Linked DNA regions of Mus musculus: regions 1 and 3 are each linked to region 2. Evidence: chromatin contacts called from public HiCAR-type and HiChIP or PLAC-seq data. All regions are on one chromosome and are shown on one strand. Each heading gives the region's core, a stretch centred on a gene start, on an enhancer-like site or on the middle of the called end of the contact. The rest is flanking DNA. Distances are from core to core; before and after follow the strand shown. Region 1 overlaps Baalc (brain and acute leukemia, cytoplasmic). Region 2 has its middle 19 kb from the start of Gm45924. Region 3 has its middle 42 kb from the start of Baalc.

What was found. HiChIP or PLAC-seq counts read pairs in DNA pulled down with a chosen protein or histone mark. HiCAR-type assays count read pairs that join an accessible place to other places.
Region 1: a contact with region 2 is called in a CTCF HiChIP or PLAC-seq map of the NIH/3T3 cell line, with 16 read pairs. The contact joins two enhancer-like sites. A contact is called at or near these places in 1 of 15 datasets of contacts at CTCF or cohesin (the NIH/3T3 cell line), 3 of 484 Hi-C or Micro-C datasets (the N1E-115 cell line, bone marrow-derived macrophages and embryonic fibroblasts), 8 of 115 datasets of contacts at active chromatin or transcription factors (bone marrow-derived macrophages, craniofacial prominence, embryonic basal ganglia and 5 more) and 1 of 9 other capture datasets (embryonic stem cells).
Region 3: a contact with region 2 is called in a HiCAR-type map of astrocytes, with 5 times the contacts expected there. The contact joins two enhancer-like sites. A contact is called at or near these places in 1 of 15 datasets of contacts at CTCF or cohesin (the NIH/3T3 cell line), 8 of 484 Hi-C or Micro-C datasets (CD8 T cells, the HPC-7 cell line, bone marrow-derived macrophages and 5 more) and 18 of 115 datasets of contacts at active chromatin or transcription factors (CD4 single positive thymocytes, the NIH/3T3 cell line, astrocytes and 11 more).

Annotation. Positions count from the first base shown.
Region 1 is chr15:38,950,252-38,954,750 of GRCm38.p6, forward strand. Baalc (brain and acute leukemia, cytoplasmic) reads left to right here. Exons shown (of 2, transcript NM_080640.6): 2 at 1-1,013. Among named protein-coding and RNA genes, the nearest start is that of Baalc, 19 kb to the left of the region's middle. Within about 2 kb of position 1,315, at least 88 of the 459 cell types and tissues checked have an H3K27ac peak or open chromatin away from gene starts, as enhancers often do. A contact at or near this core is called in the NIH/3T3 cell line, craniofacial prominence, embryonic fibroblasts and 2 more, where this site is marked.
Region 2 is chr15:38,707,372-38,711,906 of GRCm38.p6, forward strand. No RefSeq gene overlaps it. Among named protein-coding and RNA genes, the nearest start is that of Gm45924, 19 kb to the right of the region's middle. Within about 2 kb of position 3,045, at least 264 of the 459 cell types and tissues checked have an H3K27ac peak or open chromatin away from gene starts, as enhancers often do. A contact at or near this core is called in the NIH/3T3 cell line, astrocytes, craniofacial prominence and 3 more, where this site is marked.
Region 3 is chr15:38,889,205-38,893,884 of GRCm38.p6, forward strand. No RefSeq gene overlaps it. Among named protein-coding and RNA genes, the nearest start is that of Baalc, 42 kb to the right of the region's middle. Within about 2 kb of position 1,572, at least 33 of the 459 cell types and tissues checked have an H3K27ac peak or open chromatin away from gene starts, as enhancers often do. A contact at or near this core is called in astrocytes, where this site is marked.

The DNA.
Region 1 (4,499 bases), core at 65-2,564, 240 kb after region 2:
CTAAGCACACCTTCCTGCAGAGTATGACACAGCATGAGTCTGAAAGGACTGTTAACATGCTTGGGCTTATTAAGGTCCAAGTCATATCAAACTGTACCAACAAACTCACATCTAGCAGCAATAGTAGTCTGGCGGCATGCTTACGTGACAGTTCAAGAGAAGTCACCCAAGCGGATTAAGATGCAGATGCTCACTGCTGTCTCTGACTTATTTCTCCAACACAAGTAGAACTGTAGACTGTATGTTTATTAGTGTTAAGATTCACTGCCAACCTTGTGCCAGCTACAGTAACAGTCGCAGAGGGATTTGGAGTCGGGAAGTCACGACTGTACTTCTGACTCTGTGAGGAGGCTTGGTACTCAGGAGACTGACACGGACCCTGTGGCACAAGACCAATGATTGCAGTGGAATCTCACACTTAGGTAAAGGTAGCTTTCTGTCAATCACAGATGTATGTCTTCTCCTTTGCCGTATACACCACAGTTCCCCCGCCACCCCCAACCTCTCTCATCTTGACTCCTTGTCAAAGGGCTTTTAGGGAACTTCATGTTCTGACAATTTAACTAATAAAACAAAAGCAAGCCCCGTGACTCCTGTGTCCTCAGCGGCATTGCTGGGCAGGAGTCCTTCCACAGGGTTGGCCATGGGTCCAATCCTGCAAGCTCAAGGGCTTGCGCTCCAGGGCATGTGCGCTGTGTTTTGACATGCTGCTTCCCCAGTTGATGCTATCGGCCATGGGCTAAGGCCGGCTTCTCTTCCCAACTCTGTGTTTGCCTCAGCTCATTGGAATTTACCATCTGGGAAAGTTGTCTCTGCAAATACAGAAACACGTTCTCACTCTGCGAGGAGAAGGGAGGGAGGGAGGGAGGGCCTGTGATCTGGCACACCATTGAAATTTCCATCTGGCAAGTTTTAAATGTGTGTTTAAAGCAGGAACTGACTCTTACTATCCTAGTGGGATAACACTTTCCATTCTGAAGTTTGTGTCAATAAAGTCATTAATTTCAAACATATGTGAATGGTTACAGAGGCTCTTTACTGGAACCTTAAATCTGTATGCACAGCTGGTTAGAATTTTTTGAAACAAAGGCGTTTCACATAAGTCAAACAGCCCTATGAATTAGATGAACTAGATATGGGGGCTGCAATTAGCTCTAACTTACACTTACAGAGGGATTTATAACTTTTTAGCCAGGAATTGGTGACCTGGGATGCCAGATAGGAATGTCAGCCAACGATCAGTGCTTCCTCACCATTCCCGTACCTGACTCAGAATGTCCAGCATAGTTGAAACAGATATCGAGAGGGAGAACTGTCTCATACCCTGAAACTGAGCCAACCCCAAGCTTAGGAGGACAGGGGATGACTGGAGAGGGCTATGATTAGAGAGCTGGGGCCAGCCTGGGATCACTTAGCCTTCTGGACAGGGTAAGCCTGGCCTTGTATGAGAAGGCTCTCTGGGTTAAGGTCAGGAAAGAAGTTCATAATTGAGGAAAGAATAAACTGTCCTTATAATAGGTGTCTGGGCCTAAAGATTAGGAACTGAGGGCTACCTAGGTTGCAGCCAATGCCCTGCATTCACAAGATGTTCCTCTAGCTGCCCGTCTCCCCAGTGCACTCAGACCTATTTGACCAACTAACCTCCATTTGTGGCCGCTCCCCAGTGTCACAGAAAGACCTCTCCTCCATATCTGTTTCTCTAAGCAGGGTCTCCAAGGAGGGGCTGTTTTGCTGAAATCAGATCAAAGGCATGGTTTATTCAGCTGCCCTGCTGTACAAACATTGGAATTCTATGTACATAGATCCAGCAGGCACCCCTCACTGAAAACTCCATATACATTCTTTCCTTCTCTGCCAATCATACATTGATTTATAATAAGCACTGCACTTGTGAGTCTCCTTTTCCTCCTGCTGCTTAGAATGTGGAGGGAAAAGCTGCAGACATACTGGTCCATTGGGACAGTATGTCACCTGTCCTTGGCAGTGGAGCAACCAAGCTATTTGAAGCTATGCCAAACGGAGCAACAAATCGGAAGAAGACGGGGTTCCTGGTTCTATGCAACCTCCCTGAGCCCAGAACTGTACATACTTAGGCCATCTGAAACCAAGAAATATACATCTGCTTTATTTAATCTACTCTTACAGGTTACAATTCATCAGCAAACCTAATTCATTTTCTCTTGAAGAACTGGAAGGTCTTTGTCCCTGGTCCCTTGGTACCAAGTTTGCTGGAGCTGATGTCTGCATATCTAGAACTGGTGCCTGCAGACCAGTGTGACGTACATATAGTAACTCCGCCTTTGTCACCTGCCTGAGGTGCATGGCTGTGCAACCCCTCTCCAAATATCTGGTTTTCTTGTTCTTATAAGGGTCTTTCAAATACAGATTGTCCCTCATCATTTCCACAAGTCTGGGAAGTAGCTAATCTTGGAGAATTTCTCTGAGGAGGTAAGTTGCAAGTATGATCCAGTAGCTAAAGGTATGCGCTTATTCACTTTCATGTACTATATTTATTAAAAAGTTTTGATGTGCCAGAAATTGGAAATTATTGCATCTGTCTGTCTGTCTATTTATTGTTTTTATTGTTCTACTAAAATATTATCTCCTCAAGAGCAAGGGCCATGTCTACTTTATTGCCAATTTCTAGTACATTAAAGCTTTTCAAAAAATATAGACTGCATTTTGATCTTATTTATGCCCCCAACTCTCTCAGATTCCTTTTCCACCCCCTGCTAACCTCTTCTTCACTACTACCCTCCACCCTCACCCCAGTTTCTTGTTGAAGTGTCTATAGTGAGATTATTCATGCAGCACTCTACAGTTCCCGTCACTGGTGATAAGAACATTTCCTGCATCAGTTTAGAGAAGGTAGTTTCCCTGGGTTTTATCTCCTTCTCTCAGGAGGAAAAAGAGTCAGAGCTTTACTCTTAGAACATTTTCTAAAGTGCTGTTAGGTCTATTATATATTGCTATATGTGTGGATGTTTTTGCCCGATGTATGCCTGAGCTACCTGGTATCCTTGAAGGCCAGGAGATGTTGGTTGAATCTGCCAGGAAGGAGTTTATAGGTAGTAGTGAACTACCATGTGCATGCTGGAAATTAAGCCCAGTTCATCTGAAAGCGTACATCTGGAAGAATCGCCAGAGCTCTTAATGCTGAGGTGTCTTTTCAGTTCCTTCCTTGCTTTTTGGGGCAGTCTCTCACCTACCCAGGGCTTAGCAATCAGGGCAGGCTGTCTGTTCACCGAGCCCTAGGGATCTGCCTGGTTTGCCTTCTCAGCACAGAGATTACAAGCACAGGCCACCATGCCCAGCTTTTAATGTGGGTGCTGGAGATGGAACTCAGGTCCTCCTGCTTGCGAGCAGGCACCGTCCCAAGTGATCAGTCTGGAGTTGGAGCGCTCCCAAGACGGTGGTGGTGGTTGTGAGTTTAAAAGACAGAGCCTCAGTATCCTAGTCTGGCCTTGAATTTACCATGTAGCTGAGGATGGCCAGGGCTGTGGGACTCTGTGAAGGCATTCCTAGCAAACGCATATAACACAACACCCTAGAAAAATACTTGAATATTTTTATAAGCTGGGTGTGTGGGCCACTGCTCAGTCTTCTGGAACTTGGGTTCCTAGGAATAAGAGCAACGGGGGACAGAAGAACACCGTTCCACAGGGACTCCGCTGCATCTACGTCCCCTGAAGTGCTCCCCAGTGGAGGATAACTGCCTTCCTTGACTGGGGGACCTTCCCCTTCTCCTTCCAGCATATGGACGGCCAGGACATTAGTGCTACTGATGCTTGTTCATCTCCTTCACTCATCCCAGCATCCTTCACTGAATGACTGCTTTGGGAAGTTCAATTTTGGATTACTAATGCTAAGAGCTGTGTTTTATATCAGTTCCTGAAATTTTCCCAGATGCATTAACTCCAATCACCCAGCAAGTAGCTAGTTTAATAATATACCCCTTTATTGAATGCTTCTCTAGGTAGGCGTGCTGCTGTAGTGTGGGCTTCAATATGAACACCATCCTTTTTCCTGTCTCTTTTTTATTACTACATTTAAACACCATAGATATCAAAGACTTGGTTTCTACCTCCTTCTCCCAACCACGCCTAGAACATGAGAAAAGTTCTCAGCTGTCAGTGTGTAACTAACTCCAGATGTATGCTTTTAGGTTTTTGCCTCCAAACAATTTCGCCTGATCCCATGACCTGAGTGATTTGCATCCCAGGTCTTCTGTAATCCAAGCTCCTATGCCACGTATCTGGGAGGTCTCTGGACACTTTCATTTGCATGGCCAGTGGGGCAGGGAAGTCTTAGTCCTGAGCACTAAGCAAGGCTATATCTCTTAGCCTCTCTTGCACTCATATAATGAGAGTTTTAACTTACTTCAAGTTGTTCCCACAGCCATTACCCCGGAAGACCAGAAAAGACAGCACCAAAAGGGATTTATGCTTAGTTATCTGGGGCGCGGGGAGGCGTGTAGAAGTAATGAAGGATCTGATGCA
Region 2 (4,535 bases), core at 1,795-4,294:
GCAGCAATGTACGTTGAATATAGGCCAAGGATCCAGTATGCACACACAGCCACTGAAGACAGAGGAAACCAAAACTAGCACTTTAAAACTTGGACAATACAGTCAGACATGGTGGCATACACCTATTGATCCCTTGAACCTAGGAGATGAGGCAGGTGGATTTTGTTTGAGGCCAACCTGGAATACACCATGACTCTCTATCTCAAAAAACAAGAGCTATCATTTAGTCCGTGGTAGATGCTACCATGGCTAGGTGCTGTCGTGTATGTGTGTGTGTGTGTGTGTGTGTGTGTGTGTGTGTGTGTGTGTGTGTAGCCGGAGTTACGTTTCTTCTTGTCCCCCAATTTAGCCCCTGAAATTCTGGGCTGATGGGAAACCTTTGAGATACTCTCCCTACTCTCCCGATGCCCAGAGTTGATAATTCCACCATGCCAGTTGGTCTTTGTACAATGTGATACATCAGCTCACTGCTCATCAAGTGCAACTGTGACTATTGTTGAACCACGATGTTCCTGTAGGGAGGCCTGAATAGGATAATCCTCACACGGAAGGGACATCTTCTGAGTGCCTACTGTGTGCTGGCCATTGTCAGCTATAAAAGATACAAAGAAAAGAAGAACAATGCTGACCCTGGAGACATTCCTGTCTCTTTTCTTTAGAAATATGAAAAGGTCCAAAATATGGTTCCCCCTTCAGTTCACAGACCCCTTTGAGCCTTTCCTTGTGGATGAAGATGTCTCTGTCCTGGTTCATCCTGAGGAGAGGGAAGGCAGAAGCTCATGTTAGGAATACTGGTGATCATCTGGAAAGCAATGAGGCTTCGGGAAGGCAAATGAGACCTCGGGCCACCCTAAAGCTGATGCGGGATGCCAGGCACTGCCAGGACACACGTTAGGAGAGACACATCTTAGAAGAGAGGTTGGGCTGACCTGTGGGGAGGCAGAAGTCTCTCAGAAGAGGGTTCCAGGCCACAGATGTTCAGGAGGAGAAAGCGCTGCCCTTGCACCCTTCTATGGGCAATGTAGGAGTGCCGGTCTGAAATCTGGAAGCTGATTGGAGCAGTCCCATCTCTGCCCCACCTTTGCCAGAGTCTGGGGCCTAGATCCAACCCCTGCGTCCACTTCTGAAGGATGGAGGCTGGGTGTAGCTTTCAGCCATCACCTCAAAGCATAGTGGATAGGGAAAGGAGCTGTCTGTCACGGATCGTTCTGTGTTAGCCACGTGCCAAGGCTTCCTCAGATATTGCCCCATAGAGGCCAGTGAGAGGGTTCTCAGCCCCTGTGAGGAGGACCACAGCTCTGACGTGGAAGCTTGCCCTGTGCCTCCTTCTTCCAAAAGCATGCCCTGTTCTCACCGGCTTTTAACCTTGGAGAGGCAGGTGACCCTACGTTCTCAGGGGAGAGGCAGGTGTCCCCACGTTCTCAGGGGAGAGGCAGGTGTCCCCACGATCTCAGGGGAGAGGCAGGTGTCCCCACGTTCTCAGGGGGAGAGGCAGGTGTCCCCAAGTTCTCAGGGGAGAGGCAGGTGTCCCCAAGTTCTCAGGGGAGAGGCAGGTGTCCCCACGTTCTCAGGGCTGTGCTTAGTAGATGTATTAACCAATTCTCTGAGCCTCACAGACCCTTCTAGAAGGGGCTCAAGAGTTTGCAAATTGAATGAATCAAGCGCAAACTCCACAACAACAAACTAAAAATCAAAACCCAGACAGGTCAGACTATCCAAACAGTAGGGGGCTCTATTCACTCATACGATAAAAGAAAAAAAATTTTTTTTTTCCAGTAAAGATTTGCTATGCCAACATGATTCTAAAAACTGCTCAAAAATAGAATACCATATTTTAAATTTAACATATATTTAAATAATTATTAAAACTTAAATAATTTATTTTTGGAGGGGAAAAAAAAAAAAACCTGCCTAGGCCTGAGAGTGTAACTCAGTGGCTTCAGACCCAGGACTCTCCTGCACAAAAGCCATTACAGAAAAGTCTTCAAAAGTGAGACCAGACCCAGCATTCACAGTATCTGACCAGGGTCAGCCACTGCCAGGCACGAGACTGGGGGGTAATTATCCTAAATTCACAGTAGCAGCTGTGACCTTTGCAGAGGGTTTGGTAAATGTCACCCTACACTGAGTGCTTTGGTCATCATCTCATTTAATCCTCAGAACAGCCCCGTGGTGATAATGGTGGCTGGAAACTGAGAACCTAGTCAGCTCTTCCCCATGCCCTATCTCCCCCCACGCCCAATGGCGCGCCTATCAGTCTTCCTCCAGTCTGTCTGGCTCCAAAGTTGAGACCTTAACCACCCGTCCCTACCACCTCACCATGTGGCAAATTACTTTTCCTTCTGGACTCTCAGTGGTGGTCTGGAAAGCAGCCAAGCGTTTGTAGGAAAGCTCTCGGTCTGAACTTGGAGGAGCTGGGAGTGATTATTACTCGTGATCTGAAAACAAGAAAAAAGGTCTGGGGGCGGGGCACTCTAGTTTGTTCTGAAGTCTGCGGTTGAGTGAAGGCAACCCAGTCATTTCAGCAGAGTGCTATGTTACCACTGATGGGATTTCGGGGAGAGATCCTTATTTCAGACTCCAGGTCTTTACCCCTCTGTTATAGTTCAGAGCAAGGCTGAGAGGGAGGGAACTTAGATTCTACGCCTGGCTTCTTTTCTTAGATGAATGAGGTCTTCTTCAGCCTCCTCGAATCTTCGTGCAAAGTTCAGGTTATTTGCTTGGCCTCCGTCAGAACTCATATAGGACAGGTCTGGTGTTGCACTGGTGGGCAGGGCAGCACCGTATGGGCGTGGCAGTGCAGACGCAGGGCTTTCTGTGGAGACCAGCATTTTCCTCAGAGCGGAGCAGCAGGCAGGCCCCGCAGAGAGGAAAGCTCTGCAGAGGGATATTTTTGAGACTGATGCAGAATCCTAAGTAGTGACGTCCCAGTGACTCAGCTGGTGGGTGGAAGTGATTTTCAATAATGACAGTATCACCATGTCCCTCCTCCCACAGTGTCTCACATCACCAAAGACGTGCGCAATAGCCCTGACCCCACTGACTCAGCTACTGAGCACCGCAGGAAGAGAATAAAGGGAACAGGGGCGGGCGGGCGCCTCACAGGCTGTCCCTCTGAACCGTGCAAACCATTTTGCATGTGGAGAGTAATGCCTTCCTCTTCCTCAGAAGCAAGCACAGAAAAACAAGGGTGGAAAAGGTCACCTTGTCCGTCTGTCCTCCAATTGTAAAACAGTCCTCCAGGAGTTAAGTGCTGCATAATTATAGCCACCATTATCAGGAAGAGGCCACTTGAGTTAATTAGAAAGGGAAGCCACCCAATTGCAGTTAAAAACATGTGGAGCTTGGTAGCATTTTTGAGAGAAAGAAACTGCAATGCTTAAATAGAGCCATTTACAGATGTCTTTTCAGACAGAACAACAGGAAAATCAGCTTAGCTAAGAAGTGTGGGTCATGGCCGATGTTTGGAGCTAATGAGTGACTGAAACAGTGCCTGTCACCAAGGCAGTCTTGTGTCCTTCCTGACCTCGGGTGCCTTCAGAGGTAAGGGGTCAATTAAGGACTTCTCTGGGGCTTGTGAAGGATTGTAGTGACCTTAGCAACAGTTAGCAGTGGGAGGAAGGGAAGGGTAGCTTCCTAGGAGCCGCCTTCTCATGAATAAACATGAGTTTGTCTTAGGGCTGTGTTGGAATAGAGATGCCAAGTGTGGCCAGAGTGCACCGCAGGAGCCAATGGCTGCAATGGTTGGAGGCTTCCGCTTCACCCCTCATCTATGCCGAAGTCTGGGGCTCCTACTGGAGAGCTGGAACCTGGAGGTTTTCTTTAATGGGCACTGTATTGAGAAGCATTTGGAGTGGGCTGGGGCAAGGCTCATTGTGCTTGATGCTCTGGATTCTAGCCCCACGGCCGCCACCCAACAAACCATTGAAGTCTGGAATTAAAAATAAGGTTCGGATCTTGCTGAAAACAAGAGTTGTGTGTGGTGGTGAATATCTACAGCAGCAACACACACAGGCGCCTCAAGTTCCACACCAGGAAGAAAAACGCCCTCTCTCCCTTCTCCTTTTCTTTCTGTTTCTTTGAACATTTATGTTAGAAAACTCAAAACTGTAAATTTTTCCTTCTTAGAAATGTACATAAATCCTTGGAGACCCTATTACCATTTTGTCAGCTCTTGGAAATGTCTCTTAAACTGGCAGAGGCCTGAAAAAAGTGTGGGACCCTCAGAGCTGCAGTTATAGACAATTATGAGTGGCCTGATATGGGTACTGGGAATCAAACCCTACAAGAGCAGCCTATGCTCTTAACTGCTGAGCCATCTATCCTGGCCTACATTCTTTTAGTTAATATGAAAAAAATCTGTCTGTCTGTCTGTCTGTCTGTCTGTCTGTCTGTCTGCCTGCCTGCCTGTCTTTCAGGATGGTCTTAAGCTCAATCAGCAGCCCAGGTTGGTCTTGCTCTCCAGTTCTTCCCACCTCCTCTTCTGTTTTATAGCTATGTGCCATCATGCCTACCTTCTTTTTTTTTTTTTTTCT
Region 3 (4,680 bases), core at 322-2,821, 180 kb after region 2:
GGTCTGTTTTCAGTATGAGATGCATTTAGAGCTTGCCAGTGATTCAGATGAGCCTAGTAAAAAAGGCCCCTGCTTTCCCTGGCTAAGTGGCTGGCACCTGCTTGCCTGGTAACATTTTATTTTATGCTCAAAAGTTACAGACAGGCTGGGCGGTGGTGTCCCACACCTTTAATACCACCACTCGGGAGGCAGAGGCAGGAAGATTTCTGAGTTCGAGGCCAGCCTGGTCTACAGAGTGAGTTCCAGGACAGCCAGGGCTACACAGAGAAACCCTGTCTCAAAAAACCAAAAAAAAAAAAAAAAAAAAAAAAAAAAAAAGTTACACACAGACCAGTGTGCGGCCGTGGTGCATGCCTTTAATCCCATCATGTTGGAGGCAGAGACAGGCAAATCTCTTGAGTTAAAGGCCATCCTGGTTTACAGATAGAGTGCAGGACAGCCACAGCTATGCAAAGAAACCTTGTCTTGAGAGGAAAAGAAAGTTGCAGACAGTTTGCCACATAAGTGCACCTGTGTCAGGAAGAAGGGGGCATTTCAAGCCCCAGAGGGTGAATTGAAAAGGTTGGAACTTCCATTCCACCAGTGTATGGGGAAGAAAGGGCAGGGATAGTTTGTGATCAGGAATGGTAGAGCTCTGATTTGTGCCATTGGTTCAGGCTGATCACTCATCACCATCAGGGTCCACTGAGCTTCCATTGTGACCCTTGGCATTTATTTTCTTGTCACAGGGAGAATAATATCCACCCCCGCCCATCTCTTTGAGACAGGGTCCCACTGTGTAGACCAGATTCCAGATTGTCCTTGAACTCACTTCGTAAGTAAGTACTGGACTAACAGGAGGACTAACAGGAGGTATGCAACCCTCAAGACTAGCAGAGAGAACAATCGTAAATGCAGGTCAAGTCCTGTTACTTTCTGTCTGTATTTTCTGATTGTGTTCTTTTCTTTTGTTTTCTCTTCCTTTTCCTCCCTCCCTCCCTCCCTTTGCCCCTCCTTCCCTTTCTAAATCCCTTCCTCCCCCCACCCCCACCCCATTTCTCTTCGGCTGTCCAGGAACTCCCTCTATAGTCCAGGTTAGTCTCAAACTCCGAGATACACCTAGCTTTGCCTCCCAAGTGCTGGGATAAAAGTGAGCACTACTATGCTGGGCTTGTGGACGTTTCTTGTGCAGGGCCATGTTCCTGTCAACCTGGAGGCAGCTGTCAGGGAAGCTCCAGTTGGCAAATTTTAAGAGCTCACTGCATTCCCTGTGGAAGTTTCAAAATAAAAATTCCTTGCTTGTGGGCTTTAGTACATGAGGAAACCAGAAGGTTTGTAGAAAATACCAAGGCTGTTAGGAAAACTGGTTGCCATAACAACAGGACATGGCATTGGTTACAAAGAAGCTGCAGTGGCCTATGCACCCTTCCTAGGAGGGATGCGGGTTTAAGGACTTTAAACAACAAGTGTTTCTGTAGCCAAGGCCATGTTCAGTCATTTCCTCTGAGAGTCCCTTTCCAGGCAGTCAGGGTATAGCCAGGAATCAGACCTGCTGGTGGGGCTGATGAGGGATGAGTGCGCACGCGCACGTGAAATGCAGCCACTGTCTCATGAGCATGGTTTGCACTCGCTGTGTGCCTCTCCAGTGCCAAGCATCCCATGGTTACTATGTAACCAGTTATTTGCATCTTTCAGATGGCAGAGGCAAAGAGGCGATGCTGCCTGTCTACATGCATGCAGGTTGGAAGAGGCGGGAGGGGTTTAGAACGCAGGCCAGTCTCACCTGGAACCCGGTGGTCTTTCCTCTATGGCTGCTACTTCTGCTCCTCATCTCTGTTTACCTATGACAGCTTTTGGACTGGCCCCCTCGCAGCTCCATGCCAATGCCTTTCAATTGCTGGAAGAAGTTTTGACTCAGCTGGGATTCTCTCGGAGGGTCATGACTCGCCATTGCCCACTGTGAGGGCAGGCTGCCCACCGAAGCCTTGCTCTCCATCCTTGTCATCCCTGCAGGGTCTCCCCACTCAGCTCAACCAGAGAGCTTAGGCTGAGGCTCTGGTACCACTGCCTGTGCCCCAAACACCTTCCATTCCTGCCCCCACGGCTTAGTCACAAGCTCCCTGTCAATGCTGCTGCTGCTGGCTGTGAACTCATGGAGACCAGAGGCTGTAAATGTCTGTAAATGCTAGACAGTAATTATTCTAGGCTTGAGTACCACACGATTTCTTCGGTAGTTTCTTAACTTCTCATTGTTCAGTGCCAGCTCAGTCACAGACAACTCACAAACGAGCCTGTCTGTGTTCCAATGACAATGCTTGCTTTTAATTTTAAAATGTTAACTACTTTTTATTCCCTCTCTCTCCTCTCTTCCTCCCTGCACTGTGTGTATATATGTGTGTATGTATGTGTATGTCTGTGTGTGTATATGTATGTATGTATATATGTATGTAAGCATGTGTGTATGTGTGAGTGTGTGTGTGAGTGTGAGTGTGTGTGCAGGTGCCTGCAGAGGCCTGAAGAGGGTATTGAACCCCATGGGTTCAAGAGTTACAGATGTTTGTGACATGTTTGCTGTGATCCAAACCCTGGTCCTCATAATAGAACAGCAAGTCGTCTTTTTTGTGCCTGAGACACTTTTCCAGCCTGGTTTTAAATTTTAAGTTAACTTTTACTTATTCAGTGTGTGTTTTGGGGAGCAGGGGTTAGAGGGCAGTTTGTGGGAGCAGGCGCTCTCCTGTACCATATGAGTCCTATGAATTGGATTCAGCCATCAGGATTCCACATCTAGTGGCCATCCTGCCAGTCTCCTCTTGTCCTAGATGGATCTTTGGTGTTATTAAATCTCAGATTCGCTGACTTTGAGGCCAAAGTAAGTAATAGAATATAGAAAAGATAGTGAGTTAATCTCAGTCCTCAAAGATACTTCTAAATACCCTGCACATACCAAATGGTCAATGCTGTGAATGACTGAAGAATGAGTAAGTGATATAAACTTATTTCTCACTTGGAAGGAAGTTTTACTTTTCTTTTCTGTTTTTAAGAATTGGTTTTTATAAGCTGGGCAGTGGTGGCACACGCCTGTAATCCCAGCACTCAGGAGGCAGAGGCAGGAAGAGTTCGAGGCCAGCCTGGTCTACAAAGTGAGTCCCAGGACAGCCAGGGCTACACAGAGAAACCCTGTCTCGGAAAAAAAAAAAAAAAAAAAAAAAAAAAAACAAACAAACAAACCCAAAAAACAAACAAACAAAAAAGAATTGGTTTTTATGTGTCTCTGGCTGGTCTGGAGTTCTCTATGTAGACAAGGTTGGCCTCCAAACTCACAGAAATCTACTTGCTTGTGCCTCCCAAGTACTGGGATTAATGCATGCGCCACCATGTGTGAACGAAGGAAGTTTATGCAGGTTGCTAATAACCTCTGATTAGGATGCTAAGAAGTACATGTTAGAGACTATTACTCACATCATGCTCTTCACTGGTGAGACATCACATGGGGCACCACAGTGGGGCAGGGGTGCCCAAAGATTAATTCCATCACCTTTTTTTCTCTCAAGGGAGCTCTCCCTGCCTTGGGCTCCAGGGAATGGTGGACCTTTCTACTCCTTCAGTTCAGGCCACTGTTGACTGATAGCCTCAAGGGGAGCTGCTGTGGCTGTGGCTGTGGCTGTTTTTCTAGGTGGCCTTGACTCAGACAGTCTCCTCTCTGAGTGTGGAGTATTGCTTTTTGCCTGTGAGAAGAATCCACATCACCCCGTGTCCCTCCGAGCTGTGCTCACCTTTCCTTCACTGTCAGCCACAGCCACAGGCTGGAATGCCAAGTTGGGGGATTTTAGGAAGTCACTCCACGTCTGGTTGGTTCTGAATCTGGGTAGTTGATGAATAAGGTTCTGTTCCAGGGTTTAGTTTTGTGAATTAGGTGTTTCTTTGCAGAAAGGGGGCTGCCAGCCATTATGCAAGGCTTCAGGAAACTTACCCAGTGAATGCCCTAAAGAACTCACCATTTAAATAGACACCGCAGAACATTCTCACCACCAAGAACCAGAGGGTTCATGAAAGCCTGGGCTCTTCAGACCTGTGTTTTTCTGTTTTGAATATGAATTAAAAATCCATGCACTGACTATTCTCGGTGTTGCAAATCTTAAAGTCCCAAATCTAAAGCCGTATGCAAAGTCCTAAAAAATGTAATAAAAGGTTACTTGAAAAGGTGATATAACATGCATACACACACACACACGCACACACACACACACGTGTGTGTACTTGCATGTGTGCACACACACACCAGAGATGATGAATTCAGTTGAGTAGCGCATTGTTTCAGTACAGTTGCTCAAATCAACTCTGGGACCTCTTGATCACAGTCTAAGGCATTTCAAAAAGCATTTCAAGCTCATATAAAGGTTGCAAAAATCAAAGCTATACTCACATATTTCAAGAACATGTGGATATGGAGATGAGTCGAATGGAGCTCTACATGCCCATCACTCAGTGTGAACAAGCAGCCCAGGACAAATCTGGCCTCGTCTCTGCATTTGACCCCCTTCACCTCTTGGGGTTTTTGGGAGCATAGGAGTCATGTAACTTTGTCATAAATAGATGTTAAATGTTCTTTTACATTTTATTTATAACTTCAATTTAATTTCTTTTTTTTTTTAAAGATTTATTTATTATTATTCATTAGTGCACTGTAGCTGTCTTCAGATG